Linked DNA regions of Mus musculus: all the other regions are linked to region 4. The links are chromatin contacts, called in public Hi-C and promoter capture Hi-C maps. All regions are on one chromosome and are shown on one strand. Each heading gives the region's core, a stretch centred on a gene start, on an enhancer-like site or on the middle of the called end of the contact. The rest is flanking DNA. Distances are from core to core; before and after follow the strand shown. Region 1 holds the start of Tmem231 (transmembrane protein 231). Region 2 holds the start of Zfp1 (zinc finger protein 1). Region 3 holds the start of Kars (lysyl-tRNA synthetase). Region 4 holds the start of Vac14 (Vac14 homolog (S. cerevisiae)). Region 5 holds the start of Cfdp1 (craniofacial development protein 1). Region 6 holds the start of Dhodh (dihydroorotate dehydrogenase).

What was found. Promoter capture Hi-C pulls out the DNA fragments that hold promoters and counts their contacts. A called contact is a pair of places that touch in the nucleus more often than the background predicts. Capture Hi-C pulls out chosen DNA fragments and counts their contacts.
Region 1: a contact with region 4 is called in a promoter capture Hi-C map of hematopoietic stem and progenitor cells, with 4 times the contacts expected there. The contact joins the promoter of Tmem231 here to the promoter of Vac14 in region 4. A contact is called at or near these places in 4 of 39 promoter capture datasets (hematopoietic stem and progenitor cells, liver, neutrophils and 1 more), 3 of 484 Hi-C or Micro-C datasets (B cells, CD4 T cells and CD8 T cells) and 1 of 9 other capture datasets (liver).
Region 2: a Hi-C map of CD8 T cells shows a contact between it and region 4, with 11 times the contacts expected there. The contact joins the promoter of Zfp1 here to the promoter of Vac14 in region 4. A contact is called at or near these places in 2 of 39 promoter capture datasets (liver and pre-B cells) and 3 of 484 Hi-C or Micro-C datasets (CD4 T cells, CD8 T cells and erythroblasts).
Region 3: a contact with region 4 is called in a Hi-C map of CD8 T cells, with 5 times the contacts expected there. The contact joins the promoter of Kars here to the promoter of Vac14 in region 4. A contact is called at or near these places in 3 of 39 promoter capture datasets (liver and pre-B cells), 7 of 484 Hi-C or Micro-C datasets (B cells, CD4 T cells, CD8 T cells and 4 more), 2 of 115 datasets of contacts at active chromatin or transcription factors (bone marrow-derived macrophages and pro-B cells) and 2 of 9 other capture datasets (adipose tissue and liver).
Region 5: a contact with region 4 is called in a Hi-C map of B cells, with 6 read pairs. The contact joins the promoter of Cfdp1 here to the promoter of Vac14 in region 4. A contact is called at or near these places in 2 of 39 promoter capture datasets (liver and pre-B cells), 2 of 484 Hi-C or Micro-C datasets (B cells and CD8 T cells) and 1 of 115 datasets of contacts at active chromatin or transcription factors (astrocytes).
Region 6: a contact with region 4 is called in a promoter capture Hi-C map of liver, with 3 times the contacts expected there. The contact joins the promoter of Dhodh here to the promoter of Vac14 in region 4. A contact is called at or near these places in 7 of 39 promoter capture datasets (the 3T3-L1 cell line, the C10 cell line, hematopoietic stem and progenitor cells and 3 more), 4 of 484 Hi-C or Micro-C datasets (B cells, CD4 T cells, muscle stem cells and 1 more) and 2 of 9 other capture datasets (adipose tissue and liver).

The regions. Positions count from the first base shown.
Region 1 is chr8:111,932,371-111,935,653 of GRCm38.p6, forward strand. It overlaps Tmem231 (transmembrane protein 231), which reads right to left and starts at 1,443. Exons shown (of 7, transcript NM_001033321.2): 1 at 1,258-1,443; 2 at 990-1,159. The coding sequence starts at 1,396.
Region 2 is chr8:111,641,571-111,645,016 of GRCm38.p6, forward strand. Zfp1 (zinc finger protein 1) reads left to right here and starts at 1,873. Exons shown (of 4, transcript NM_001037665.2): 1 at 1,873-2,042.
Region 3 is chr8:112,009,949-112,013,192 of GRCm38.p6, forward strand. Kars (lysyl-tRNA synthetase) reads right to left here and starts at 1,406. Exons shown (of 14, transcript NM_053092.3): 1 at 1,262-1,406. The coding sequence starts at 1,320. It overlaps Terf2ip (telomeric repeat binding factor 2, interacting protein), which reads left to right and starts at 1,411. Exons shown (of 3, transcript NM_020584.2): 1 at 1,411-2,194. The coding sequence starts at 1,534.
Region 4 is chr8:110,617,205-110,620,350 of GRCm38.p6, forward strand. It overlaps Vac14 (Vac14 homolog (S. cerevisiae)), which reads left to right and starts at 1,363. Exons shown (of 19, transcript NM_146216.3): 1 at 1,363-1,789. The coding sequence starts at 1,686.
Region 5 is chr8:111,853,038-111,856,320 of GRCm38.p6, forward strand. Cfdp1 (craniofacial development protein 1) reads right to left here and starts at 1,300. Exons shown (of 7, transcript NM_011801.2): 1 at 1,107-1,300. The coding sequence starts at 1,170.
Region 6 is chr8:109,606,749-109,610,150 of GRCm38.p6, forward strand. It overlaps Dhodh (dihydroorotate dehydrogenase), which reads right to left and starts at 1,925. Exons shown (of 9, transcript NM_020046.3): 1 at 1,604-1,925. The coding sequence starts at 1,624.

The DNA of each region.
Region 1 (3,283 bases), core at 193-2,692, 1.3 Mb after region 4:
GGAGGGAACTGACCCCTCCAAGTTGTCTTTTGACTTTACATGCCAGCGCTACGCTTTTGAGACTGAATAGCCCTGAGCTTGCTGTATAGGTCAGGGAAGGGGGGGGGCAATCCTGCCTCAGGTGGAGGTTAGAAACAAAATATTTACTAACAAACACCTAGTTAAAGTCATCACTCTGCCCATGTCATTATATGAACGGCAAGGGATGACCGTAAGGAAGCACTTGATTTATGCGAAAGTAAACACTAAACTGCAGCCAGTAAAATGTTTCCCTTACACAGGAGACAGCTGCAGTGTGGCAAAGAGTTGAGAAGCCTAACCCAGACAGGCGTGGCTTGGCTAGAGCAGGACCTGAGAATTCAACCAATCACCGCTTGCCCCGCCCTACCCCGCATCAAGTCTGCATAAAAACACTGGTACTTTCTGTCTTTACAGCTTGGTGATGTTCAAACTCAGCAGCGTACTGGGGTGTACAGAACTCCGCCTACAAGCCCTCAAAGGGGTTTTTTCTTCAGCCACCTTTCCATTCAGAAAATGACCAGCACCAGAAACAGGCTCTGGACTCTTGTTGTCCGGCAAACACAGTGCCTGCACGGCTGCCTTTCTAGGGAAACCTGGAGAAACTGAATAAAACTATCTAGAAAGTTAAGCATGCGCAGGCCAAAGGGACTTTTGTTTCCAACCCTCGTGGCTCCTTAAGATCCAAGCTGTGGGACTGAGAGTGGCTCAGTGGTTAAGTCCTTGCATGCAAGCACAAAGCCTTGGGTTTGATTCCCAGCACCCCATATACCCCAGCAGGGCGTTGCATAGCGAATCCCCGGCACTGGGAAGGTGAAGGCCGAGTATCAGTTGTTGAAAGACGACTTTGGCTATATAGTTTAAGGCAAGCCTGGGATACACGAGACTCTGCTCTCACACCCGGTCAAATGACCCAAACTGGGATCTCACTCCATCCTATCACCCCCAGGATCCGGGCGGGAACCACGCACCGACACGAGCGGGACGCGCAGGTGAGCCCCCTGCAGCCGGTTGAAGGTGGGGAACGTGCTCCAGGCGAGGAAGGCTTCAGGCTCCGGCCCCAGGAGAGCCACGAGCAGCACTTGGTGCTGGAAGCGCACGTTCGGCTGCTCCTCGTAGCTGCTCCGCTTCAGCCAAAACCCTGCGGGAGACAAGGCGGGTTGGGGGGAGCCAGGTTAGGATTGCCGGCCTGGGCCCGCCGGCCGCGCCGTGTGGCCCTCCAGGCCCGGGCAGGCTCACCGTGGCTCCGGAAGGCCACCAGCAGCGGGGGGATGTAGGTGAGCGCGGTGGTCAACAGCAGGAAGAGCGCGGCCTTGGAGCAGAGCCCCGCGCGGTAAGCGCGCTCGATTGGGTGAGAGAAGAGATGGTACAGCGCCATGAGCGCAGGGCCGCAGCGCCGAGTCTCCACGGCAACCGACGGCGGGCAGAGGAACCAATAGCAGGCATGCAGGCCTCTAGAAGGGGGTGGAGCTAGCAGGAGGAGGGTCCTGTGTTAGTGCTGTGCCTGCGCGTCTCTTCAAGAAGGCAACTGTATGGGCTGGTGAGATGGCTCAGCCGGTAAGAGCGCTGACTGCTCTTCCAAAGGTCCTGAGTCAAATCCCAGCAACCACATGGTGGCTCACAACCATCCATAATGAGATCTGACGCCCTCTTCCGGAATGTCTGAAGACAGCTACAGTGGTGTACTTACATATAATAAATAAATCTTAAAAAAAAAAAAAAGAAAGCAACTGTAATGATATTTTCACTCACCAAAGTCTGTGTCAATTGTACAAAATCAGACGTGCATAGATGTTGACATCACCCCATAGATCATCTATTAACTCATGACATAAGGATGGTTGATGTAGCTTAGTTGGTAGAGGGCTAGCCTACTATACAGGAAGCCCTGAGTTCATCTCCAGCACTTCATTAAACCAGGCACCTTGGCCCACATCTGTAACACTAACAACTCTTCAGGTGAAGACAGAAGGATCAGAAGTCCAAGGTCATCTTTAGCTACATTGTGAGTTTGAGACCAGCCAGAGATACTGGAGACTTTGTTTCAATGCAAAAACTCCATTGAGGTTCATACTGAAGTCGGGACATTCCTATAACAAGGCCACCGTCCTAGAACCAGGTACTTTTGTCTTCAAGGTTAATGCTTTCACTATGCCCCATAGCAGGAAAGATAGAAAACAGGAAACAAACCCCCTGATTATTTAAAGGTTAGAACAAAAACAAAAAATAAAAGGCCGGGCGTAGTGGTGCACGCCTTTAATCCCAGCACTCAGGAGGCAGAGGCAGGCGGATTTCTGAGTTTGAGGCCAGCCTGGTCTACAAAGTGAGTTTCAGAACAGCCGGGGCTACACAGAGAAACCCTGTCTCGGAAAAAAAAAAAAAAAAAAAAAGGTTAAAGGGTATTTTACTAAATGGCTCCTTCTGTTGTACTTTGTTAGCTATAAACACTGATACTGTCTTCCCCAAAGTTAGCATTAGCTGATCACTTAGGTAAATACTAACACCAATATCTTAACATGGAAGACAGATTTTTACCTGTTTGGAAGTAGGGTCTTACTATGTAGCCTGTGCTGGCCCTCAATTCTCCTTTCTCCAGGTCCTCTGCAAGAACAATCGGTGCTCTTAACAATTGGGTCATCTCTCCAGCTCCCACCATCTATCTTAATTCTGGAAAGGCTGTCCTCTGACCTCTACATGCCTGTCATGGTGCTCATCTGCATCTATGCACAAATAATGAATAAGTAAATGTAGTGTAACATGTAAGTAAGCTGGAGAGGCCGGTTTTCCAGAGGATCAAGGTTTGACTTTCAGCACCCACACAGGGGCTCAGAGCCAACTGTAACTCCAGTCCTAGGGGATCCAACAGCTTCTGTGGGCACTGCAGACACATGGTCCATAGACACACACGCAGGCAAAACACCCAAACACATGTAGTTAAAATAAAGGTGTTGGCACACAGCTTTGATCCCAGTGTTTAGGAGACAGAGGCAGTCAGATCTCTGAGTTCTAGGCCAGCCTGGTCTACAGAGTGACTTCCAGGACAGCCAAGGCTACAATGAAAAACCTTGTCTCAAAAAATAAATAATAATAATAATAGGAAATATAAATGTATTTTTAAATTAAAAAATAAAAACTGTGCTTAAATAACCGTTTTGGAATGGCTGAATGTAATGTAGATTCTTTGTGGTGGTTGTTCTCTGAGTAAGAGAATGTTTGCCTCCAAAGAGTCGACAGAAGGAAACATACACTGTCGCTAAGTCACCGG
Region 2 (3,446 bases), core at 623-3,122, 1.0 Mb after region 4:
GGAAGTTAGAGGATCACTTGTGGGAAATGGTTCTCTTCTTCCACCATGTGGAGGATCAGGGCTGCTACTCAAGGCGTCAGGCTTGTTGGCAAGCACCGTCATCCTCTGAACCACCTTCCAGCCCTGCTTTTGCTGGTGGTGGTGCTTTTTTTTTTTTTTTTTTTTTAAGAAGAATCTACATGGCCCTGGCTGTACTGGAACTCACTATGCAATCTAAGACGGCATCAAATTCACAGAGATTCAATGGTGTCTGCCTCCTGAGTGCTGGGATTAAAATTGAGCACACCACAGCAGGCTCCAGCTCTAGTTTTGAGATTGGTCTTCAACTCTCTATCCCAGGCTAGCCTAGAACTCACTGTGTAGCAGCCCAGGTTGGTATCACACTCATAGCAGTGACCCTGCCTCAGTCTCCCAAGTGCTGAGATTAGAGAGATTAGAGATTACTCCCCCTCTATGTGAGGGGCAGTCTCCCATAGCCCAGATCAGCCTTCACCTACTCCTGCTGCTCTACTTCTGAGCACTGGGATCAATTCTATCCCCGTTCCTTTCCTTCCTGACCCCCCCATGCCTCAGAAATAGTTTTGTGTATATTTTATGCAAAGTTAAAATTATCATCAACAACAAATTTTTACGATTTTATGTGCATGAGTGTTTTGACTATTATATGTATGGATGTGCACCATATGCATGCAGCTATGCAGTGTTCATAATCACGGTCAAAACAGAAATAAAATCATACTGAGCATGGTACCGTTCGCCTGTTAGGAGACATTTCATGAGTCTAACCATCTCAGAAACAAGTTCCATCTTGCTGGCAGGGCCAAAACTGAGTTCATGTTCCCAGATCCCAGAATCAACTCCTATCCTGCTTCTTCAGGTGTTTCATGTCTGTGTGTTAACCAGTAATGGATATAAAAAGGGGGTTTTGCCATTATCCCATTATCTAACTAAGGCATGCAAATAGTAAGTGTATTTATTTCCTGTCGTGATTTAACGGACTACGTGCAGTTCCCTTATCATTCTAAATGCCAGGTCAGAGTCCAGGAGGGGACTTGACTGCAAAAGCTGACTCAGGACATTGAAACCAGGATAAGGCACAACCACCAATGTTAAACTTCCTTAACTCCTTGTGTCAAAATATGATTAGTCACTGCAACAGCCCCTCCCCGCCCCCCTTTGTGTTCCCATCCTGCAGTGCAGTCTCCCTTGGGGGACGAGGTTCAGATCCAGAACTGGCTGCCCCATACAGAAAATGAAGCTTTCATTTTGAAGCTTTTGTATCTGAAGTGAGTTTACTTAGCTTCCTCCCCTCTCCAGAACCCAGTAAGCAGGGAGCTGAAACAGGAAGATCATTAGTTTGAAGCCAGCCTAGGCTTGACAAGACCCTGTCTCAAACCAACAAACATGGGGTTATTTGTGCCAGTGCTTCCAAAAGTAACTGTAGAGCCGAGAGGTTAAGGAAAATGGTGGTAGTGGTAATGTGTGTGTCTGGGTGGGTGTAACACGGGGATCTCACTTTGTAGCCTTGACTGGACTGAGACTTTCTAAGTCTTCCAACTCCCAGGGATCTCTGCTTGCTTCTACTTCTCACTAGCTTGAATTAAAGGCGTGCACTACCACACCCAGAAAGGTGTGTGCTTCCAGTGCGGTTGAGATTTGCTTTAACGCACATATTTTGTTGTTGAAAGTTTTAATCAGTTACTCCAAATCCGGGTTTTTAACAGCACAGGAAGATGAAAGGGACCGTAACACAAACCAGACTGTTAACTTGGAAAAAACGGTCCCTACCCAACTAATAATGCGTACGTTTCCCAGAGTTCCTAGCAGCGCGGCTCAGAGGCATTATGGGAATTGTAGTCCTACACCTCAGCGTCACAGCTCCGAGGACTCTGGGAACGGCCGCTCGCTCCACAAGGTGCACGCTTGCGCAAAAGCGCTAGCGCTCGCCCTTCCCCCACCTGCAGTCGCGAGTGGGTGACAAGAGCCCCCTTCTCCGCGAGCCTCGTGACCCGGAACCGCGAGTGGAGGCTAGACCCCTCCAGGTATGTCTGCAAGGCCGGGATGCGCGGGCCCGGGAGGAAGGTCGCGTCTGCGCCGGAGTGGGAGTCTCAACTTCGACGCCTTGCGGGCCGCGGCGACCCCTGGGCGTAGGGTCGGGCCTCGAGCTCTTCTGAGAGTCGGTCCCTATGGGCTGTTCGCGGTCGGCGTGTGTGGGGTCGGAGGAGGACGGGCAGCTCCCGGGCTCAGCCTCCCTTTGGGGGGAGACGCGCCACTGCTGGCCGTCGCGGGGCTCAGGCCGCGCGGGGGCGAGTCTGGAAGCCTGGCGGGCGGGCGCGCGCTTGACCCTCCACGAGGGTGTGGGGGCGGGGCTCACGGTGCTAGCCACGCCCCCACGGTGGCTTTGCGGGCTCCTGGAACCTCCTTGTTCCTGGTGTCTGGTGTTTCCAGTTATATTGTCACGGAATTATCACGTCTATCCCGTTACTTCCGGTTTGAGCGTCAGTATAACAGATTTTTCTTTTTCTTTTTTTTTTTCCTAACATTGGCTTTTCTTTTTTTCTAATATTGACTTTTCTGTTTAGCTTGGGTAAAAGTTTTCATATAAGTATGTTGCCGAGGTCCAGCCTCAGCTTGAGGTGAGGATGGTCCTGAGAAAGGGGTGAGTGGGAGTGGTGCTGACTGAATAATATATGAGTCAGTAGTGGATACAAGCTGTCAGTTCATGTGTTCTCTTGTCAGAAACTGAACCCAGTCTTTTATTTACTAAAGATTTATTCATTAAATCTTTTTACCGCTGTTAATCATTTTCTAAAAAAAAAAATCCATGGTTACATAAATTCCAGTAATCCCGAACCTCCAACCCCCGTTTCTTTGAAATGAAAGCTAAGCAAAAGTACATTTCCTTATCTCTTAAACACAGTGTTCTCTTCACGGGCAGCAGGGCACAGTTCTTGTGGTTTCTTATTGTTTGAACACAGTCTGTTCTTCACGGCAGCTGGGCATAGCTTTTGCGGTTTCCTGGCACAGCAGACAGTCATTAAAGTGGCTATAAGAACAGAAAAGTGACAGACTACTGAGGTTAAAATGATTTCTTGCCGGGCATGGTGGCGCACGCCTTTAATCCCAGCACTTGGGAGGCAGAGGCAGGCGGATTTCTACAAAGTGAGTTCCAGGACAGCCAGGGCTACACAGAGAAACACTGTCTCCAAAAAAAAAAAAAAAAAAAAAAAAAAAAAAAAAAAAAAAAAAAAAAATCTCTTACTGGGCTGGAGAGATGGCTCAGTGGGGTAAAAGCACTGACTGCTCTTCTGAAGGTCCTGAGTTCAAATCCCAACAACCACATGGTGGCTCACAACCGTCTGTAGTGGGATCTGATGCCTTCTTCTGGTGTGTCTGAAGACAGTGACAGTGTACTTACATATATTAAATAAATCTTTACAAAGTTT
Region 3 (3,244 bases), core at 156-2,655, 1.4 Mb after region 4:
GGTGGTGCACACCTTTGATCCCAGCACTAGGGAGGCAGAGGCAGGCAGATTTCTGAGCTCGAGGCCAGCCTGGTCTACAAAGTGAGTTCCAGGACAGCCAGGGCGCCAGGGCTACACAGAGAAATCCTGTCTCGAAAAACCAAAAAAAAAAAGAAAAGAAAGAAAGAAAAGTGACTTGAAAGCAGCAGTAAGGCTTCCTTAAATTACCTGAAAACTGAGGTACTTTCTTTCGCTTGTGACTCAAAATTCCAACTACTGATTTAATAAACTCACCCATCCTCCGCTAAGGAATCCACTAAACTGCTCACACAAAGGACAACCAACCAGGGAGCCTGCAACCCATAAATTTAAACATTTTCTTTAAAATCCTTCTAAACCACACAAAGCAGAAACACAGCCATAAAAAGGAAACCCAGTTATTATCTAGAAGGTTTCTGGTATTTCCCTCGGGGATCAATAAGGGGATTTATTTATTGCTAGGGTACTAACGAAAGCAGCCATGGTATGTGACAGCTTAAACTAGTTATTTCCTACAGCTTTGGAGGGTACTATGTAGTTCCAGGCACTAAGAAGACATTCAAGTCATTGCTAGTGTTCTGTGGGTCAAGTGGACTAGAGTGTAGTCCTAAAAGCAACCAGTTAAAGGGAGGGTAATCTTATCTGCCTACTCAATTCTGGGATTTGGAGTGTTTTACAAAGATACCCCCAGCAGTGCAAAGGGAGCCTGGTGTATCCCGCTAAATAAGGCCACTTGCTCCCGTGTCACAGATCCTTTGAGTGACACATATGGGTAGGTACACTATTGTTTCAGAACGTACCCCCTTTTAACACCCAAGGTGCAGAATAACCTTGGATAGGCCAAGGATAATGTAAAGGTTCTTCTTTTAAGAACAAAGATATTTAACCATTTTCCAGTCTATCCGTTGGGGGAGTGGTTCAATTAAAAGAGCATTTCTTAGAAGGTAGGGAAAAGTTAGTTTCACTTTTCTTTGCTACCATTCCCGGTTTCTGTGCTGGCTTTCCCTAGGTATGCTCGTCCCTACGGCTAGGACCAGGGAACCCATCAGCCACGCAGTTGATCCTCCTGGGGCATCCTGGAGGCTGTAGGTTCTACGGCACTGCATCTCTGTCCCAGCATGTGCTCACCCACCGGAAAAGACAAGAGGGACCCCAGGCACAGTCGCCTTGGCGGGAAAACTCCAGGCACTTCCCATCGGAACACTGCAACAAGAGACACTTAGAGATCTTCAACGACACTTACTTCTTGCTTAGTTTCTGCTCGCCATCCACTTTGACTTCACTCTCCTGCAGCGTGGCCATCTTCCCCACTGGCCCGACCCAGAAAAAAAAAAATTATGACTAGCGTAGAACTAGAACTTCCAGGTCGTGGCTCTAAGTCCTGCCTCTTCCGGGAAAGAGGGCGGGCCCTCGGCCGGACTCTCGCTGCGCAGGCGCAGTGCTGGGCTCCTCCGGCGGAGAGTCCGTCTTAGTGGTGTCGTTTCTGCGCTTTACTTGTACAGCGGGGCGACAGGTATGGCGGAGGCGATGGATCTGGGTAAAGACCCCAATGGGCCCACTCACTCCTCCACTCTGTTCGTGAGAGAAGACGGCAGCGCCATGTCGTTTTACGTGCGGCCCAGCTCGGCCAAGCGCCGGCTGTCGACGCTCATCCTGCACGGCGGCGGCACCGTGTGTCGGGTGCAGGAACCCGGAGCCGTGCTTCTCGCCCAGCCCGGGGAGGCGCTGGCCGAGGCTTCGGGCGACTTCATCTCCACGCAGTACATCCTAGACTGCGTGGATCGCAACGAGAAGCTGGACCTGGAGGCCTATCGGCTGGGCCTGACGGAGCAGGCGTCCGATCCGAAGCCCGGGGCTTCCACCGAGGGCTCCACGGAACCGGAGCCGCAGCCCCTGACCGGGCGCATCGCCTACACCGACGCGGAAGATGTGGCCATCCTGACCTACGTGAAGGAGAACGCCCGTTCGCCCAGCTCGGTCACAGGCAATGCCTTGTGGAAAGCGATGGAGAAGAGCTCGCTCACGCAGCACTCCTGGCAGTCGCTCAAGGACCGCTACCTCAAGCACCTACGGGGTCAGGAGCACAAGTACCTGCTCGGGAACGCCCCGGTCAGCCCGTCCTCCCAGAAGCTCAAACGGAAGGCGGAGCAGGACCCCGAGGCCGCGGATAGCGGAGGTGAGGCCGGCACCTTCGGGGCTCCGGGGGGCGGGGCTGCCTGCCTGTCAGCGAGCGTCTTTTTGGGCGCCGTGGGTGGCATAGCTCAGCCCCTCTTCTCTGTTGAGGTCCGAAGCGAAAGTGCACCGTTTCCTCTTATCCCTTGTTTTCTGGTTTTAATTTGTCTTTTCATTTAACTTTTCCTTCCCGTTGACTGGATGTTTGTTCGTTGATGGATTTGGGTTTGGGAGGGCGGGGAACTTGAGTCTCTTCGCTGTGTCGCCCAGGCTGTCCCCAAACTCTATGCCTGAAATATTCTCCTGCCTTCGGAGTGACTGAGACTACGGAACAGTAACTAGTTTACAAAAACGGCTCTGTGTTCAAAAGGAACACAGTACAGTATATATGGAAATCTTCTACCCTTCCTACCCACCATACCCAGGAGGTAACAGGGTAACCTGTTTCTGTTTTCAGAAATTTCAAAGATATTTTCCCTTCCCCCTTTTTCCTTCCTTCCTTCCTCCTCTCCTTTTCTCCTTTTCCTCCACCTCTTCTTGCGCCTCCTCCTCCTCCTCCTCCTCTTCTTCTCATCCTCCATCTTTTTTATTTGAGAAAAGGCCCCTGGCCGTTCATTTTAAGATATTGCCTATATTCTGGTCTTACTCAATATAAACTATGTGAATGGCATGGCAGGTCAGTTTACTTTCCGTATTTTGGCTTAACTGAATGTACTTCTATATAAAGAGGAAAGTTGCTTTGTGGTCTTCTTAGGTGAGGTGAATTTCTAAGCACTTGAGGTTAAGATCTGGCTGTGATTAGTGTATAGTACAAAGGTGTCGCTTTTTTTACTTAGGTCGTGTTGTAAGTTTGTTTTTTGAGACAGCCAGGCTGGCCTCCCAAGTCTAGGCAATCCTCTTACCTCAGTCTCTAGAGTGCTGGAATCACACAGCTGAGCCACCATGCCTGGCTAAGATATCTGCCTTTTCTGTAACCAGTATTGACAGCTTAAATGGCAGACATTTTTGACTTTAAGGCATGCTTTCTCCATTTGGGCTGTGTGTGTGTGTGTGT
Region 4 (3,146 bases), core at 113-2,612:
TTGGGGGAGGAAATGGTTCATTTCGCCATATAGCTTATATCGCTGAAGGAATTCAAAGTAAGAACATAGAGGCAGGAGCTGATGCAGAGGCCATGGAGGAATGCTACTTACCGGCTTTCTCCTTAAAGCTTGCTCAGCCTACTTTCTTATAGAATCCAGCAACCTCTGCCTAGTGTGGACCCACCCATGGTGGGCAGGACCCTCTCACATCAATCACTAATTAGGAAAATGCCTTACAGGCTCGCCTACAGCCCAATCTTAATGGAGGCATTTTCTCAATTGAGGCTTCCTCCTCTCAGATGATTCTAGCTTGTATCAAGTTGACATAAAAATTAGCCAGGACTTTTTTTTTTTAATCACTATGCATAGAGTCCAGCCTAGGACACATAAGACCTTGTCTCAATAAGGGTGGAAAAATAAGAGCAAAAGAGGACACCTTGCCCGGCATGGGGGCTCACGCCTTTAATCCCAGCACTTGGGAGGCAGAGACAGGAGGATTTCTGAGTTCAAGGCCAGCCTGGTCTTCCAGGACAGCCGGGGCTACACAGAGAAACCCTGTCTCGAAAAAACAAACAGACAGACAGACAAACAAAAAAAAAAAAAAAAAGAGGACACCTGACCTCGGATCTCCATACATATGTACACACACATCTGAGTAGCACATGTGTATTAAATACAATCTGAGGGTTTGACTCAGTTGGTAGACTTGACCAGACCCGGGGTTCCACGCCCAGCACCACATAAGATCAACTGTAGTGACGCTTGCCTGTAATCCCTGCACTCAGCAGATAAAGGCATGAGAATCGAGATTTCAAGGCTATCCTCAGCTATAGAGAGAGTTTGAGACCCTGTCTCTAAAATAATAATTGGATTAGAGGGGTGGCTCAGCAGACAAAGGCATCTGCCGCCAAACCTGGCGGACTGGAGCTCAATCCTGGGACCCCCACATGGTGAGTGGGTGGGGAGATCCGACTCCCTCCCAAGTTGCCCTATGGCCTCCAAAGGCGCTCGTTGGTGCATGCACACACGCAGAAATAAAATGTAAAATCAGACAGATGGTTAAGATATGGTGAAAATGGTGGAAACGTTGGCATACGCGAAAGTGACTGTTAAGTGACCAAAGAATTAATGCATAAATTAAATTTGAGTTAGGCTCCCTCTATAAACTGTTTCCAGAAGCCCCCCGCTCTGCGCAAAGCTCTGGCAGTGAGCCTGAAACGGCTCCCACCACCTGCTCTTCACTCTCAGCAAAAACCCGCACCGAAGCCAGCAGCAGGTGAAGAGTGGGGTGGATCCCTGACAAGTGTGGCCAATCCGCTGCAGCAAGCACGAGAGGGCGTGGCCTGGGGGGGCGGAACCTTCGGTCGGCGGAAGGCGGAAGTGCTCGCGGCGTCACGTGACCTGAGTAACATGGCCGCGGCCCAGTGAGCGTTGCCGGTTCCTGGCGGGAGCTGGTCGCGTGAGCCGTGGGGCGGACCGGGTCGCGCGTGGGAGAGCAGGGTCGGAGCAGGGGGACCCGAGGCGGCGCGTGGCGGCGGGACGAGGCAGGCGGGCCCTGGGCGGCATAGCCCATGAGCAGGCTCCGGTGTCCGCGCGGAGCCGCACACTCCCCCGGCCCTGGCACGGCCCAGGCAACCTCGGGCTAAGGTGTCTGGAGGCTCCCAGGCGCAGCGCGAGCTGCCACCATGAACCCAGAGAAGGATTTTGCGCCGCTCACTCCCAACATCGTAAGGGCCCTGAATGATAAACTCTACGAAAAGCGGAAGGTTGCAGCGCTGGAGATCGAGAAGTAAGAGCTCCTGGGACCCCGCCCTGGCTTTGCAGCGCCTAGCGGTTCTGCTTGCCCGCGGCGAGGGTTCGGTATTGACCTCTCCGGTTTCAGCTCTTAGCACATTGCTTTAGAGCGGGAAATCCAAGAGCCCTATCTTTGCTAGTCTTAACCTCCTGGTGCTCCCAGATAGCAGTGAAAATGAATTGACTTAAGGTATGTGCAGAACCTAGCGCAGTACCTGACACATTCAGTGTGGCCTCAGTCAAAAGCCAGCTAGATCGGAGAGTGGCCTCTCTGAGGAGGTGGAGAATTTGCTTATGGTGTCCCGCCTTCTCTTTGCAGCTTCTGAAGTGGCCAAGTGTAGAAATAGGTCAAAGCACGTGATCCAATGCTCAGAAGATTGTCAGGCCACCCTCCCTTGCAAGTGAAAATGGGAAGATTTGCCCTTCCCCGCTTCTGCAATAGTATACGTGTGTGTAATAGTGCACTGGTGTTTCCAGGTGTTCGAAATAGGGAATGTTTAATTCGGTAATGTTTTGCTGAGTATGTGAGAGAGCACGTGTTTTTCCCCCAGCCAAATCTTAGTAACAGTCAGTTGAGTAGGTGGTTTCAGAAGAGTAGAAAGCAGCAGCCTGTAAAACTAGAAAAACATTAGGAGTTAAGACATCCAACTTGGTAACAGCGGACCATATGTGTCTATGTAAATTTAAGTTAACCAGAGTAGTGACACAGGCTTGAGATTTGGCACTTGGAAGGCTCGGGCAGAAATACTGTACTCGTTTGAGATTAGCATTGGTCACGGGGCTAGATCCAGTCTCAACAACAACAACAAAGTAATGAATCAGTACAAATTGTAAATTCAGCACGTCAGTTTCACTACCCATAATCTGGGTGTTCAGGAGCCAACCACTACAGCTGCACAGTGCAGACTAGAGAACATTTCAGTCATTGTACAATGGTCACATGGCCAGCCCTAAGCTATGGAGTGGTGCTCACTCATTGACTAGGATAGACTCTTTACTCAAAGTTTTTTAACCTCGGTGCTGTTGATATTTGGGAAGCACAATACTTGGTTGTGATGGGCAGTTCTGTAGCTTGTGTGATTTTTTTTTTTTTTTTTAGTAGTACCTCTGCCCTTTACCCACTAGATGCCAGTAGTACTCCATCAGTTGTGACAACCCAAATTGTCATCAGACTTTGCCAAATGTCCCTTAAAGAATCAAAATCACACTAGTTGAGAACAATTGCTTTGCCCTAGACTAATGGCTTTGGGCTTAGGTAAGAAGACCCTTCCATTTGTTTGCAGTACTCACGCTAGCGGTTTCTTTCCTCAGCCGCCGCCTTTTTTTCCCCTCTTTTCTGTTTACTGCCTTGC
Region 5 (3,283 bases), core at 50-2,549, 1.2 Mb after region 4:
CTATTCTAGGCTCTGAAGACACTAAATATACATGTAGATACATACAAATAGATGTGCATGTAGGCAAAACACTCACACACATAAATGTTTAAAAGATTTGTCTGGACCTCGCATAAGCTGGATTCTTAGTGTGCTCCTCTACCGCACCCCAAGAAAAAAAAGATAGCTAGGCCATTAAGAGTGTGCGCTTCAGCCGGGCGTGGTGGCGCATGCCTTTAATCCCAGCACTTGGGAGGCAGAGGCAGGTGGATTCGAGGCCAGCCTGGTCTACAAAGTGAGTTCCAGGACAGCCAGGGCTATAGAGAAACCCTGTCTCAAAAAAAAAAAAAAAAAAAAAAAAAAAAAAAAAAGAGTGTGCGCTTCATTCCAAAGGATCTGACTTTGGTTCCAGAGTCGGGCGGCTCACAACTGAGTGTAACTCCTTCACCTGGGGACCCGATACCCCCTTCTGTCCTCTTTGGCCACCTGAATGCACCGCCATACATACACAAAAATAATAAGGGGCTGGCGAGACGACTCAGCTCTACAACCACCTGTAACTCCAGTCCCAGAAGCCCTAGGCACACACATGATGTACAGAGACAGACAGACATTCAGGAAAAAACACTGATATACGTGCCATAAAATCTCTAAAAATAAAACTTTTGAAAAAGTTCTTAAAAGAGGACGATGGGTAGCTCCTGCAAAGAGGGAAAACACATTATCACATCAACTTTCTAACAAGCCGATCCCTTCCGAACCCAGAGGCGGACAATTGAGTTTCGGACGTGAAGGAAGCTGGCAATTCCCTAAAAACAATCTCCAATGTCCGGGTCGGCTTCCAGAACCAGCCGGTAGGTAGGTAGTACGCTCAGCCTGCGGGCTTCACGCGCCTGTTCCCGCGCTCCGAGGGGGCGGCGGCCCAGGACAGCAGCTATGCAGAACCGACACATGCGTGTTCCAGGCCGCCTGAGGGCCGGGGTCCTGATAACCCGAACTCCGGAGCCCACGGGCCGTGGGGACCTCGCGATCACGAGGCCCACGCCCTGGGGACCGTCCGGGAGAGTCTCGAGTGAGGTGTGAAGCGTGGAAACCACCCTCCTTTCGCCTCAGGCCGAATCGCTCACCGGACGGCAAGTAGTCCTCATCCTCGTCCGATGTGGAGAAGTCTTCGGAGTCGAATTCCTCCATGCTGCTGTCACTTGGGGCCTGCTACCCACACGACTGCGGCCACTGCCCCAAAATAGCGAAGCTAGATATAGGGCGAGACCATAGGGGTACAGGACCAGCAGCTAGGGCCGCCCTAGAGGCGAGCGCACATGCGCAGGCAGTGCCACGTGGTCAGAGACGACACTTCCGGCTGCTGCGATTGGTCAGTCTACACTCACCGGGCCCTTGTGGGATTCCGGACCCCCACCTCTCAGAAGCGATGCATGCTGGGGCTTGTAGTTTTCAACGGTACCGTGCGTCCTTAATGGAGAATGGCTTATCTGCGGAAATAGTACTTTCTCTTTATACTTGTCTTTTTATTTTGAAATTTGCTCACAAGCTAATATTTTTTCTAACTCTAAAATCAGAGATTAAAATGTCGCTCCCGGATATGCTCAGCGAGTAAAAACTGAAAGCTGAATAGATAGATGCTAAAGTTCCCATCAACTTTTGAGCAAGGCTGAGGCTCTGCCTTTTTGATTCAATTCTCTCGCTAGAATCGAATTCTTTAATGCAGTTTTTGTGCCTTTTCCCTGCATTTTTGTTTTTGTTTGTTTTTTTTTTTTTTCTGCCTAAAATTGCTCCCAAGAACACTACCGAAACTCTGTCTAATATTCTAAGCGCAAGAAGACTGCGACGCTCTTTCCTGAGAAACTCGGCCTGTTAAGTAAGCTACATTCAGGCCTGAGTTACAAGTACTGTTGGCAGTAAGTTCAGCATTAATGAATCAACAATCCGATAATCACTAAAAGACAAAAGGAAATCCGCTTATCTGTGAGGGAAGCCACTACACAAAGTGCTAGATTGACACTTTTGAAACAACGGGAAAGATGGATGGAAAAGCAGTTAAATTTGTGAGTATGTGAGGATTGGCGAGACGGCCCAAAGGTTAACAGTACTTGTTGCTTCTGCAGCAAAACTAGGTTTGGTTCCTAGCATCCCCAACATGGCGGTTCACTACCGCCCTGGTTCTGACCTCAATAGGCACCAGGCATGTATGTAGTACAGTGCAGCAAGCACCTTCACCCACTGAGCCATGCCCCTAGTCCCTCAGAAATCACCTTCTGCCGGGCGTGGTGGCGCACGCCTTTATATATATATATATATACACACATTTTTTTAAAACTGTGATGAGAATATAATGCATACTGTACTGAGAATAATCGAACTCTCGGAGCACATGAAGGAGGAAGATGAGGAAATCTTAGCAGAGAAATCCGTAGGAACAACCAATAGGAAATTTTAGCAGAGACATCGGGAGGACCAACCAATGCTCTGGATGAGTGGGTAAAACCTGGTGGGAGTTGACCAATGGGATGGCAATGGGAATCAGCCTAAGAGTTCACAGCCGTCAAAATATCAGTGTGGAATACATCTAAAGGGGGCTGGGGAAGGTGACGTAGAAGAATGTGACCCAATGCTTAATTGTGCCCTCAAATTTAAGCATGTCACCTCCTCTGGCCCTTATGCTGAGATGCTTAACAGAATGAGGCAGAAAGCCCTGTGTGGTGATGGCACACGATTTTAATTCCAACAATCAGGAGACAGAGACAGGGAGATCTCTGTGAGTTCAAGGCCAGCTTGATCTTCATAAAGTGTTCCAGGTCAGTCAACACTACATAGTAATACTCTTTTTTAGAGGGGCAGGGGTAGGATTTTTTGAGACAGGGTCTCTCTGTGCAGCTCTGGCTGTCCTGGAACTCACTATGTAAACCAGGCTGGCGGTGAACTGAAAGATCCGCCTGTCTCTGCCTCCTGAGTGTTGGGATTAAAGACTTGGGTTTGTGCCTCGCTGTGATACTCAATTTTTAAAAAATAATTAAAAAAGAAAAAAAAGAAAAGATAAAGGAATGAGGCAGGAAACAAAGCAGAAAAGAATGATGCAAATTTTCAGGCAGGACTGGGAGGGAGGGGAAAATGCTTACGTCATCACGTCATCTCCTCATCAAGCCGCGAGAACCGAACACCTGGGGTAGAACCGCTGGATGCTGACGTGTCTCGCTCTTCCTCTCCAGCAGAATAAGCACCACCTATGTGTCCCTTGGTTTTCAGGAAGCAAGCCAAAGTTGAGCAGGTTAGCCACAGTGGGCTAGCT
Region 6 (3,402 bases), core at 675-3,174, 1.0 Mb before region 4:
AAACCAACACACTAATTTCCCTGTATACTGTATGATGTTTAAACTTTGCTACTGATATTTATGTAGGTTTTAACAAAAGCTTCCTATCTGAGCCAAGGGACAAGCTATATATAGTTCATCTCAAACACCAACTACCTCCCACAGGATTTTACATATACATGAATACTTTCCAGGAACACTGGCACCTTGTAATTGAGGAACACAGCTTACACAACAGTACCAAGAATAAGTCGTCATCCCTACAGCCTCACCAGAGAGTATGATGCTCTGCTTGTAAACCAGGGCACACCTGTGGCAATCATTTCTAAGGAGAGGCTTAAACATTTGACCATCTATAGGGGTGAGTGGTGCTCTGACTTCTACATACTAAAACGCATGTTTTCATTTCTCCTTCATACTGTGGTAAGAACATGGTGTTTGTTTACACTTTAAAATTATACCTAGAAAGGTTACCAGCATAAAATGTCATATGAGTATAATATAAAAGTGGTTACAATATAAACATAGCTTAAGTCTTGTTGGGCAGAGAACCACAACCCAGTCAAAAGTGCTTCCCTATGCTTTTCGATAACTATCACTGCCAGATGCTATGTGGCTAATGCACTCATTCGATCCTTCACCAAAGGCAAGCAAACCTGTTCTTCAGGAGAGTGTAACCCAAGAGACAAACTAATGGCCACATAAACATAGAGCCATGACAAGTGACATGAAGGGATAAATCATGGAAGGATCTTGAGGAAGCGAGTAAAAGCTGACTTTCAAAGGTTAGACACAAGCTAAAGAGGAGATAGCAGCTGGAGAAGAGATCTCTAGGTGGATGAGGCCAATGAGAGGGGCCAAGGCATGGGGGAGGGATAGACGGCTGCTTGGAACTAAAAGGAAAACACTGCTTTAAATGAAACAGGAGAAAAGAAGAGAGGCGTCAGCCAACATTTGGCTAACAGATTTGGTTTAAGTGCACGTGCTGCTCTGCCAGAGGAACTGAGTTCGGTTCCAGCTCCCATGTCAGGCGGCTCACAACTGGAGCTCTAGAGGATCCAAAACCCTCTGGTCTCAGAGGGTATCTGCACTCACGTGTGCACACACGCACGTGCGCGCGCGCCTACACTTTTTTTTTTTTTTTTAATGGGATTTGTCCACTAAACAAGGAAGTAGCAGATATGATCAGATTTGCCTGCAACACAAACCAAGTATTCATTCTCCCTCCTCGGGGAGTTTGCAGAAATTCCTCAAGTCAAGCACCAGTATCTGTGCCCTTTTTCCAGACCAGGGTCACAACTAAGAACTCTTCACATGGAACTTCCATTCTGACCACACTTGATCCAAAAGGGTGGCCTTATGTCTTATTTCATCCCTCCTTGGAGCGTAGGCGATCGTGTCCTCACAAAGGCCCGATACTTGGATCAATTTAAAAAAAAAAAAAATGCCCGCGTATCTCTCAGGTTCAGCCTAGCCTCTGCCCACATACGCTTGCTTTTTGCATGCCCTTAGCTGTGCACGTGCAGGTCACACTTCAAGGGTCCCAGCCTTTCAGTTTCCCAGCCTCATCCCCCTCCCTGCCGGTTATCCACACCACGAATGAGCTTCCCCGCGCAGGACTCACTCTCAGCTGTCTCCACGCCATGCTCCTTCTGCCATTAAGCCCGCCTCTGCCTGCATCCCATTGGAGAATGTGGGCTCGGCTCCACCTATCTCCCAAGCCCCACCAGCCGGCCCGCCCCTAGACGTTGATTGGACAGCCGAACGCGTGCGCTCTGCCCGGAGTCAGGCTCCGTGGCGGGACGTGCCTACTTTCTGTCTTGTCGCTGTCGCGCCTCCTAAGGGACGCTGCTCTGAAGTCGCGCACCCTTCCTTCGGTGCAACCGTGAGGAGGAGGCTTCCGGAAGTCTCGAGTGGGGAGCAGACGCTTCCGAAATCTGCAGACCAACCCCAGCGCCCGGTAGTGCGCACTACCCTAATGCTTCCCTGTCCCTGGGAAGGAAACAAAGGGCGATGCAGCCCGAAGGTTCCGCACGGTTGTCTTTATGCCGGTGCTGCGGTATGGCTTTCATAGCCCCCTTTCTGAAACAGAAATCCTAAGAATTCTGTTTTATCAGGGCAGTGGTGGCGCCGGCCTTTAATCCCAGCGCTTGGCAGGCAAAGGCAAGCATATCTCTGTGAGTTTGAGGCCAGCCTGGTCTACAGAATGAGTTCCAGGAGAGCCTAGGCTACAACATGGAGAAACCCTGTCTCTACAGGGAGAAGGAAAAAAAAAGTACACTCATGCAAACACACAAAAATTTACCCACTGGTTTTAAAAGTAAACTCTGAGGTGTTGATAAGTAAATATGGTTTTATTTTTAAGATAATCTTATGGTGTAGGCCAGGTTTTTCTAAAAACCAATCCTGCCTCAGCACTCAAGTGCCTCTGTGCCAAGCGTTTACAGAGGCCAGAGGAGGGCATTGAATCCTCTGGAACGGTAGTTACAGATGATTGGACCCACGTACTCTGGCCCTTAACCTTATGTTTGTATCCTATTGTCCCCCTTCCCACTGGTCCCCTTCCTTTTCTGGAATAATACTTCCCCACTTTAGGTCATAATTTGGGTCAGGTTACAGGAGGCTGGAGAGATAGCTCAGCTGTTAGCACTTGATGTTCTTGGCGAGGACCCAAGTTCCGTTTCCAGCACCCACATCAGGTAGCTCACAACTGCCTGTAACTCCAGGACCACATTTCTTCTGGGGCACTGTACTGGTTTTCCCATACCAACAGGTAGATGTGTGTGTGTGTACACATAAATTCTAAAAATAAGTCCTTTTAAGGTCTGTATCCTGCATACAAGAAAAAAAGCATATTTAGCAGTCTGAGATTGGCTTGCTTCATGTAACATGATCTCCAGTCCCATACATTTTCCTGTAAATTACCTCATTTTATTCTTTCTAATGGTTGAATGTTGTTCCATACCATATATGTATCATATATATCATTATCTTGATCTGTTTGTCTGTTACTGCTTCCATAAACTGGCTGTTGTGAATATTGCTCCAAAAAACATAGATATACAGGTACCTCGGTCATATGCCAGCTTGGATTATTTAGGGACTATACCTAGAAGTGACGTATCTAGGAGTTTGGGTTAGTGATTGAATGTTTGTTTGTTTGTTTTAAATTTGTTGTTCTGTGTGTGAGAGAGTTCAGACAGCAGCCTGCTATGGCAGACATGTGTAGGCCAGTAAATAACTCTGGGGGGGGGTGGGGGCGGGGGCATGGTACATGTATAAAGATCAGGGTACAACTCGCAGGAATCAGTCCTGTCTTTGCATCATGTGCTTTCTGGGGACAGAACTCAGGCTGTCAGGTGTGGCAGCAAGCACCTTTGACCACTGAGCTGTCTCACTGCTTGAGGATGGGTTTGTTATATT